Regions from separate parts of the Capsicum annuum genome. Here region 1 is linked to region 2. Evidence: chromatin contacts called from public Hi-C data. All regions are on one chromosome and are shown on one strand. The core of a region is the stretch at or near the end of the contact, and the rest is flanking DNA. Distances in the headings are between cores, read along the strand shown. Region 1 has its middle 49 kb from the start of LOC107875488. Region 2 has its middle 130 kb from the start of LOC107856468.

Region 1 (4,685 bases), core at 2,181-4,680, 150 kb before region 2:
CAAGATCAAATCAATAGGGATACAGAACACTGGAAAAATGTATAATCAAGAATTATTGTTGTAATAAAAACTCTCAAAAAAATAATTTGACATTTAGGAGAAAGATGAGAAAATTTATCAAGAGAATAATAGAATTTTGTTAAGTCTAATTGAAATGATTGCTGAATTTGATCCAATCATGCAAGAGCATATTCGACGAATTAAACATGATGAAATTCACAATCATTACTTAGGACATAATATACAAAATGAGTTAATAAATTTATTGGCTAGTAAAATTAAAAATAAAATTATTAAAAAAGTCATAGAAACAAAGTATTTTTCAATTATACTTGATTGCACTCCGGATACTAGTCATCAAGAACAAATTTCTTTTATATTGCAAAGTGTGGATATTTCAGCAACTCCAATAAAAGTTACTGCGTATTTTTTAGAATTTTTAAAAGTGGATGATACAGGTAAAGGTCTTTTTGAAGTTATTGTAGATGAAATTAAAAATATTAGACTTGACATTGATAGTTTAAGAGGACAAGGATATAATAATGGATCTAATATGAAGGGGAAACACCAAGGAGTTCAAAAATGACTTATAGGTATAAATCCTAGATCATTTTATACTCTATGTGGTTGTCATAATTTAATTTTAGTACTTTGTGATGTTGCTAATTCTTGCACAAAAACTATTTTATTGTTTGGAGTGGTACAACGTATATATACACTATTTTCTTCTTCTACTAAGCGATGGAAAGTTTTAAAAGATAGTGTACCTAGTCTATCTTTTAAATCATTGTCACAAACACGATGAGAAAGTCGTATTGAAAGTGTTAAAGCCATAAGATTTCAAACTCCACAAATAAGAGATGCTTTACTGAAATTTGTAAAATTTAGTGATAATCCAAAAACTAAAAGTGAAGCTAGTTACTTAGAAACATATAAGCTTCAAAATTTTGAATTTTTATTGGGTATGACTATTTGGCATGATATTTTATTTGCAGTTAATTCAATTAGCAAATCCTTGCAATCAAAAGATATGCATATTGATGGTGCTATAGATCTATTAAGGGATTTAATTTCCTTTCTAAAAAAATATAAAGAGCAAGGATTTGCAAGTTCTATGATTTCTGGTAAAGAAATTGCATTTGAGATGAATAGAAAACCTGAATTTCGTACTAAATGTGTAATACATAGAAAAAAACAATTTGATGAGATTGTTAATAATGAAATCACAAGGTCTCCTAAGGAATCTTTTAGAGTTGAGTACTTCTTATATATAGTAGACCAAACTATTGTTTCTCTTCAAAATAGATTTGAACAATTTGAAGCTTATGAAAATATTTTTGAATTTCTATTTAGTGGCAAAAAATTGAGATCACTAGATGATGAGAATTTGAAAAAATATTGTCTTAATCTTGAATGTTCTTTAAAATACAATAATCATTCTGATATTGATGGTTTAGACTTATTTTTCGAGTTAAGAGTATAAAGGGAGAGAGTACAAGTAGATAACAATACTTTAATTGATATACTCAATCAAATAAAAAAGCTTGATTCTTTTTCGAATGCTTATATTCTTTATAGAATAATGTTAACTGTTCCTATAACAGTTGCCTCAGCGGAAAGAAGTTTTACAAAATTAAAACTGATAAAATCTTACTTGAGATCAACAATGTCTCAAGAGAGATTGAGTGGATTAGGTATATTATCAATTAAAAAAGAATTATTAAAAGAAATTGATTATAAGACAACTATTCATACCTTTGCTTCTCAAAAAGCTAGAAAAATAGCTTTTAAATAAAAATTATATATTATATTTTTTTTTCTTGAAAAAAAATATCAAAGCCTCTTATCGAAATTTGGCTTTAGGCCCCCAATTGTGTTGAGTCGCCCCTCATGTTATTGTAATATTATGAAGTATGTTAAGTTGATATATTAAATATTAATTTATTAACTTTTAAATAACTTTGTTAAATTAAATAGATAATTAGATTTGAGTATTTTTTTCAACCTTTGCTTTTTTTATTAATTACTAATTAAGTTTAAAAAGGAAGGATGAAATCTGTGCACTTTAAAATTAAATTGTGATGGCTTATGAAGGTTTTCATCTATGAGAATGTGATTTTTTTTATTTATTTAAGACATTTTTTATGAATTCAACAGTATGTTTGTGTATCTTGTTTTTCATATTAAATTTAATTGTTTGTTGGGTTTCATAATAACATACTTTACATGCCAATTGTCTTGGATTCTCTTTAACGAAGATATTTTGTTAAATGCTTTATTAACTCTGTTATTTTAATTCGTTATGTTTACTTGTTACGTAATTTTTTTGACTTTGTTACGTGATTATGAAAATTTATTGTTACTTTGTTACCATAATTTCGTTAAATGTGATTTTGTTATGTTACATGATTATGTTAATTTGGCCTTAGAAAATCAAATCGGTCACGATTTTAAATTCTAATCAAAGAACTAATTTATCAATTAAGGTGTGAATGTACAAGATGGGTTGCAATTTTATTCAAGAACCTCCATAATTAGGAAGAGTATAAAAAAATATTTGTACGAAAGCGAGATGAGACACAAGTATTACTTCCAAGCTCATTATTAAAAGAATTTTCAATTCATAAAAGAATGAGTTAGGTTATTAACCTCTAGAAAATTAAAATTTAATATGTAAGTGATTATTAACGATAAAGTTGGAAAGCACTGCTACCAATCATTCGTTATAATAAAATTAACATATTGTATTTAAAGTCGATCTAATTAGGTTGGATAGATTTCAAACATGTTGGAAGCTTATTTAGACTTGGAGAAAATAGGAGTGATTCATAAATGTCTCAAAGGCACGAGAAATATATCAAAACTTATGGTAAGGCCGAAAAGTACTGCTACTGGTAAGCCACACATTAACATAATAAGACAATTTTAATAAATTTAAAATAAATAAAAGAGGGATATAAGTAATTTTAGGCTAATGAATATTTTATATCCAAAGACTAATTTAAGCTAGAACCACAGGATTCGAGGGGTGCCTCGTACCTTTTTCTCTGTCAATAGAATTTCTTACCCGATCTTTTATTTCTGTAGATCAATAAAGAATTATTTTTTTATTAAAGATTCAATCAGGTGATTTGAAACGCCATAAATCAATTTCAAGTGGGAACTCTCTAAATAAACTAATCCCTATTCTAAATCATAGTTTAATTGGAACCATTCGTCTTTGACCTTTCGGCGGAAAAGGGGTGTTACAGAAGCCAACCCAGAAGGCTCTAATGGCACAGTAAACGAAAGCGAAGGGTTGGGGTCACCAAAGAAATTGAGTTGTTCAACCACAAGTGGAAAGCCCATTGAACAAGAGGGAAGCACCACATCGAAGTGTTTTGTGAATGAAGCAAACCCAGCGAACAAGCTTGTGTATGATTCTATGGAGGAAGCATATGAACTAAGTGTAGCTAGGAACAAAACGAAAAAGGAAATTACAATGGGCGAAGGGAAGAATGAGCTCAATGAGCAGGAACACAAGGAAATAATAAAAGGACTTCTTGAACTTAGAGGTCTCGGTTTGCCGCACCAGAATTATTTATCAAGGTGAAGCAAGTAATACTCGTCTATCATGGGAAGATAATGTGGAATTAATATCTGAGGGAAAACTAGGGCATTGATCTGGGATAATTTTGACATAGGGAAAATCACTAATGTCGGATTCAAGTTTGATTATGTTGCTCCAATGAAGAAAGGTGAGGTTGTTGTTTGTCAAATTGAATTAGATGATATAAGCACTGTTTAAGTATATATATTCAAAGATAATGGGCAAAGCATGGAATTAACAAGATTTCCATGCTGAAGAATGGAATAGTCTTGGCGAGATTTGATTCAGAAATAGGACAAAAAAATTGTCATACAAGGGGGAATTTATCACTTTGATAATATATCATTCATCACCAAGACGTGGACGAATTTACAAAAAATGAGTTGTACACAGTTTCTATTTAGGTAAAATTATAGGGGCTTGATTTTAGGTATTGGAGCTCAAAGGGGCTAAGAAAGACAGGGATTTTAGTGGGTAAGCCTTTTATGGTGGACGAACATACTGAAAAAAAAATGGATTTGAATTTTGCATGGTTGTTAATTGAGGTCGAGATAGATTCTGATCCATCAGAGAAAGTTTGATTTCGCAATAAAAATAATGACTTGATTGAGCAAAGAATGGTGTATGAATGGAAGACTCATTATGCCAACACTGTAAGAAGTATAGACATGTAATGTAGAGTGCAGAAAGAAAAAGGGAGTACCATCACGTTCTAGGAAGTACGAGGAGGATATAGAAAATAAGGGACAAAACGAGGTGAACTAAGCCCAAGAACCACCATTGAGAGATAAAGAAGATGTTCATAATGGTAAACATAATACAAGTTATGGACAAAGGGCAACAAAGAAAAGAGAATGTAAAAGATGAGGATAAACATGAAAGGAAAATTCAATGTGGACAGGGCCAAATCTGGGTAACACCAGTGCATACAAGTCCAAGAAGGCATTCTTAAAGGCGTGAATCCCATATGTCAACACCTAACACTTTTCATACATTGCATGACAACGAATCAAATGAGTAAATTCATGAAGCTGTAAGTGGACAAGGGAGAGGCACTGTCATTCTAACTAATGGAAATGTTTAACATAATATGTTG
Region 2 (4,500 bases), core at 797-3,296:
CTATAACTACCACAACTAAGTAAACAACTAGATTTCGGGTAATAATTACCCTCAGGAATCGATAGCATCAATAATAAAACATAACAAATCTTGGAAGCATGACAATAGTCAGTTGTTCACAATTCATTTACTGAGAGATTTTGTCAAACACTTGGAGGTTATGAACTTGTACATCAATGAGAACACATGATAACATGTCATGATTACATTATTCAATTTACATGGACATTCTATCAAACACTTGGGGAGCATAATTAATGCACATGGTAATGAACAATACATAAGCATCATGACTACAACTTAAACTTGCAATTTCAAAGGTTTTAACATGGTAATTACATCAATCAACATACATGCTATCTTATATTTATGAAACTTATAGTTAAATCTTGAATTGAAACTCATACAATAATACAAACATGAATACAACCCAATTTGCGCATGAAAATCATGAATCTGAAAACTTATAATTTTAAAAAGGATTCTTGAACTCCAAGGGTGGAAGAAAACCCAATGATGAACACCTAACATACCTTGATTGTTGTTTTCGTGAAGATTGTTGGGGATTTATTGGAACTTGAACTTAAACTTGATGAACCTAGGGTTTTGTTCTTGAGAGGATTTGTGAAGAATGAATATATTTAGCCCTTTGGTAGGTTTAGTTTTGTGTTTTGGCTGAATTGGGTGAGGGTAAAAGGACCTAGTTGCCCTTGGAAGTTTGGAATTTAATAAGCAAAACTGCCCCAGTGACGCGATAGACGATGAGCCACATCGATTGGCTCGATGCGATTATTGATACGTTGCGTCGATAGGTACAACGTGATAGCCAACGCGATGCATCAAGACCGTGTTTGCTTGCTGTTTTGGCCACCCAAAAATGAGTCAAACGATGTTCGAAAATTTCAAAACTCACTCAATATGACCTATTGACATCCTTGATTATGAATCAATTTAAAAATCGATAATCTAAGGTCGGAAAGATCATAAATGATGCTATTGAAATATCGAGGCCAAAAATGAGACTAAGTGTCAACACTTCGCTGAAATTTTTTAAGTTTGGGACCTCTTTTGGCATCCTATATAGGATTGAAATGACTAGGACTTTGCAGGGTCATACAATTATACTCTATGTCAAGTTGTCAACTGTCTAGAGTAGACCCCCATAAAAAATTATGACAAACACAAAAGGTTTATTCGTCACCTCTGCAATAGTTTAGTATTGACGAATATGTTAATCGAATATGAGTATTTTAGATCAACTTTGCCAAACTATTTAGATATATAGATTTAATTGTATATTATTTTTGACAAACAGTGTTTTAGTCTATGATAAGTTTTAGGGTTTAGTCAATATCATCGGTTAAATCTATCACCCATTGTGTAATTTTAGTGTGCAAAATTTAAAGCATAAAAACAACAAAAGGAAAAATTGATAGACAAACCTAAATATTTATATTCATAATTATGATAGTTCATTGCATTGTACATTAGCATAGGTGAACGAAAATCACTTAAAATAACAAAAAGGAAAGCATTCACTACAAAATCCACCAATGAAAGCTTCCATAATGAACTAAATTCATATAAAAATTTTATAAAAACATAAAGAACATTCAAAAGTAAATAAATAAAAACTTAAACTGCAGGGGATGTGGGGGATGGTGGTGGGGTTATGAGTTCACTGGGATCCAAACGGAACCTCTCTGCTATGACCCACAAAAAATAAGCCATACACCGAATTTGTCCCCGGAGCCAACGTTGATTGGTGTCAAGGCCTTAGAAGTGGAAGTAGAATTCGTTTCTCAGTTGGATAAGGTCATGGTTCCTAGTGGCTTGTACTCTCCTCAAATTTCTCAAGTTATATACCTCTTTGCCCTGTTTTTTGTTTTGTCTTGTTGAAGAAGATGGAGTGTAAAATAGATAAGTATGTCATTTAGATAAACCAAGTGGATGCTCTGCCATCCAATATTTGATAGATGCATGTGTTTTTGTGTCAGTCGGGAAGGTAGCGTGTAGAAATCAAAGAGCGCATCAGTCGAGCCGTCCATACCCTTTTTTTCTTTCCGCACTATTATCATAGCGTCACGATTACAACTTAATCGTTGTATTGCTCAGTATAGGATTTTTAAATAGACCATGACTAAAGTTTTTTATATATGGACGGTTGATGAAACTTAATTTACCGTAGACCAAATTGGCAGTGTAGACAAAAATAATACTAATTAATTATAGAAACTAATAAAGGTCAAGTACAACTAAACTGACATTAAAGTTTTAAAACATTACAGTGATTTCAACAAAATAAAAACAAATATACAATGGAATCGTAATTTGCATTTAAGCTACAAATTGTCTCTTATGGCCTGATTGTTTGCACAAGAAGCATTTATTTCTCCTCTTAGTTTTCTTGATCGACTCATGAATCCCTTGACACAAAGCAATTTTTTCCTCCCTAGTTTTGGATCGTTGTCAGGCGAAAGAACCTTCATATCTAAACTTTCGGAGGGCATACTCCACTCATCGGACAATGTAAATAGGTTCTTGGTATGGAAGGAGGTGCACTGCTTTTTGGTAGATCGAAAAAGAGCAGTCGTAGATGCTTAAGCCATTTCTATTATCATACTTCAATAGAAAAGTTGTCACCCATAAGGGCATAGTACTTTCTTCAAGTCAAAACGTCTATAAGAACACGATTTTTCCAATAGATTGACTTTGGTGGTACGATCATACCTAAGGTGAATTCATCATCACCCCCATTTATGTTGGACATGTGTAATGAGTTGCCCTCGGTCATACTCTCCTTAATGAATTTTTCAGCAGTAGGCACTAAAGTATTACCACCCTTGCTCACCTTTGTATAATACTCTCTGACTTTTTAGGCAAACCTTCGAGCAATTGAATTAAAGACGGTCGCTACATAGTACTTTATTTCATCCCTCCATATAGAGTTAAGATAATAATGTTTGTGGTCATTACATTTAATCTATTGTCCAAAAAGTGTTCCACATTCCACTTGTTGAATCCAACATCGTGCTCGAGAAAGATGCTATCTCGGGAAAATTATCATTGAACTCCGTAAAGTGATCGACGAACGCCTCCAAATCATACACATTCATTGCATGGTAGTACACATAGAGATAAGATGAACAATGACAATATTTTGGATATTTTCTCTGAGATGCATCGTGTAAAGTCCTTGGTGCGCACGGGAATAATACTTTGTGATCCCATTGGTTATGCTTCTATGTCAGTCAAAGATGAGGCATAGGTTTGGTTCATCAACCATAATAAACTTCATCTTATCATAAAAGAAGCTTCAAGATCCATCGTTCTCCTTGTACACCACACAATATGTAATAGGGTAGATATGGTTCTTCGTGTCTTATGCAACGGCAGACAACAAAACTCCCTAGTATTTTCCATAAAAATGTATGCCATTGACGGTGATGACCCTCCTCATGTGGACATATCCAAGGATGAAAGCGTCAAAGGCGATGAAGTAGTATTTGAACTTGTTCGAATCCTTCTCGACCATAATGGTGGTAATAGAACCAAAGTTAAGGGATCCGATCAAGCATGAAAAAGCAATCAAGACAGCATACTCGTGCTTTGATGTACCTCAAATTAAGTCCTTGGCGGTGACGTATCTCATCCAACACTTCTAATAACCTGGACTATAATGGAGATCCTTAAAAGTGATCCTCTCGATCAATTTTGGGCTTGACCTTTTGTTGTCAATAAACTGGTTCATATAAACAGAGGCAATGACATTGACAGTGGTCTTCTTATGATTGCTCGTGCTATGTTCGGCACCACAAGTGTGCTTGCCGAAATATTTGAAGATGCAAAACCCTTTAGAGATTCTATATCTACTCCCCTGCAACAACCGTTTGCAAGAAGAATGAACACACTTCAACTTGTATAATCTTTTACAGCTCTTAATCATATCAAAATGAAAAAAATTCATCACCAAGGCCTTCTGTACTAACAACTTTAGAGTTTTCATATTTTGAAATGTTTATTCGGTGTGAAAATTATTTCCATCATCAAAGGAGTGGTTGGAGTGCCCCTCAACACCACCACCACAGCCTTTTTCTTTTTCTTCTTCGACATTTAAATGATCTTTCATGTCCATATCTATTGTATGAACATCAACAATGCCCTCGTATTCTACAAAATTATCATCAACAAATGATGTCGGTGGTGGTAGGGGTCGGAAAGATGTCAAAGTCTCCTCTCAAGACCATTCGGCTACACTAACTCTCAAAATAGGCCTAGAACCATTGAGGTCAACGATGAGCAAGTAGAATCCAACTTGCTGATCATTCTTTATGAATGTTGGATGTATTTTCCCCTCTCATTTATTAAATAGCTAATGACCAAGTCGCATGGATTGCAGCTTAAGTCCCCGCTATCAATTATGCTTGCGATCATGTCGTCGTCCGAACCATTGTAATGAAGGGCGATAAGAACTATATCTTTTCTCATAGATTTCCAGTT

Evidence for each region. A called contact is a pair of places that touch in the nucleus more often than the background predicts.
Region 1: a contact with region 2 is called in a Hi-C map of leaf, with 1.9 times the contacts expected there. The contact joins two enhancer-like sites. A contact is called at or near these places in 2 of 5 Hi-C or Micro-C datasets (leaf and placenta).

Annotation. Positions count from the first base shown.
Region 1 is chr1:55,321,251-55,325,935 of UCD10Xv1.1, reverse strand. No RefSeq gene overlaps it. Among protein-coding and RNA genes, the nearest start is that of LOC107875488, 49 kb to the left of the region's middle. Within about 2 kb of position 3,430, at least 4 of the 5 cell types and tissues checked have an H3K27ac peak or open chromatin away from gene starts, as enhancers often do. A contact at or near this core is called in leaf, where this site is marked.
Region 2 is chr1:55,171,042-55,175,541 of UCD10Xv1.1, reverse strand. No RefSeq gene overlaps it. Among protein-coding and RNA genes, the nearest start is that of LOC107856468, 130 kb to the right of the region's middle. Within about 2 kb of position 2,046, at least 5 of the 5 cell types and tissues checked have an H3K27ac peak or open chromatin away from gene starts, as enhancers often do. A contact at or near this core is called in leaf, where this site is marked.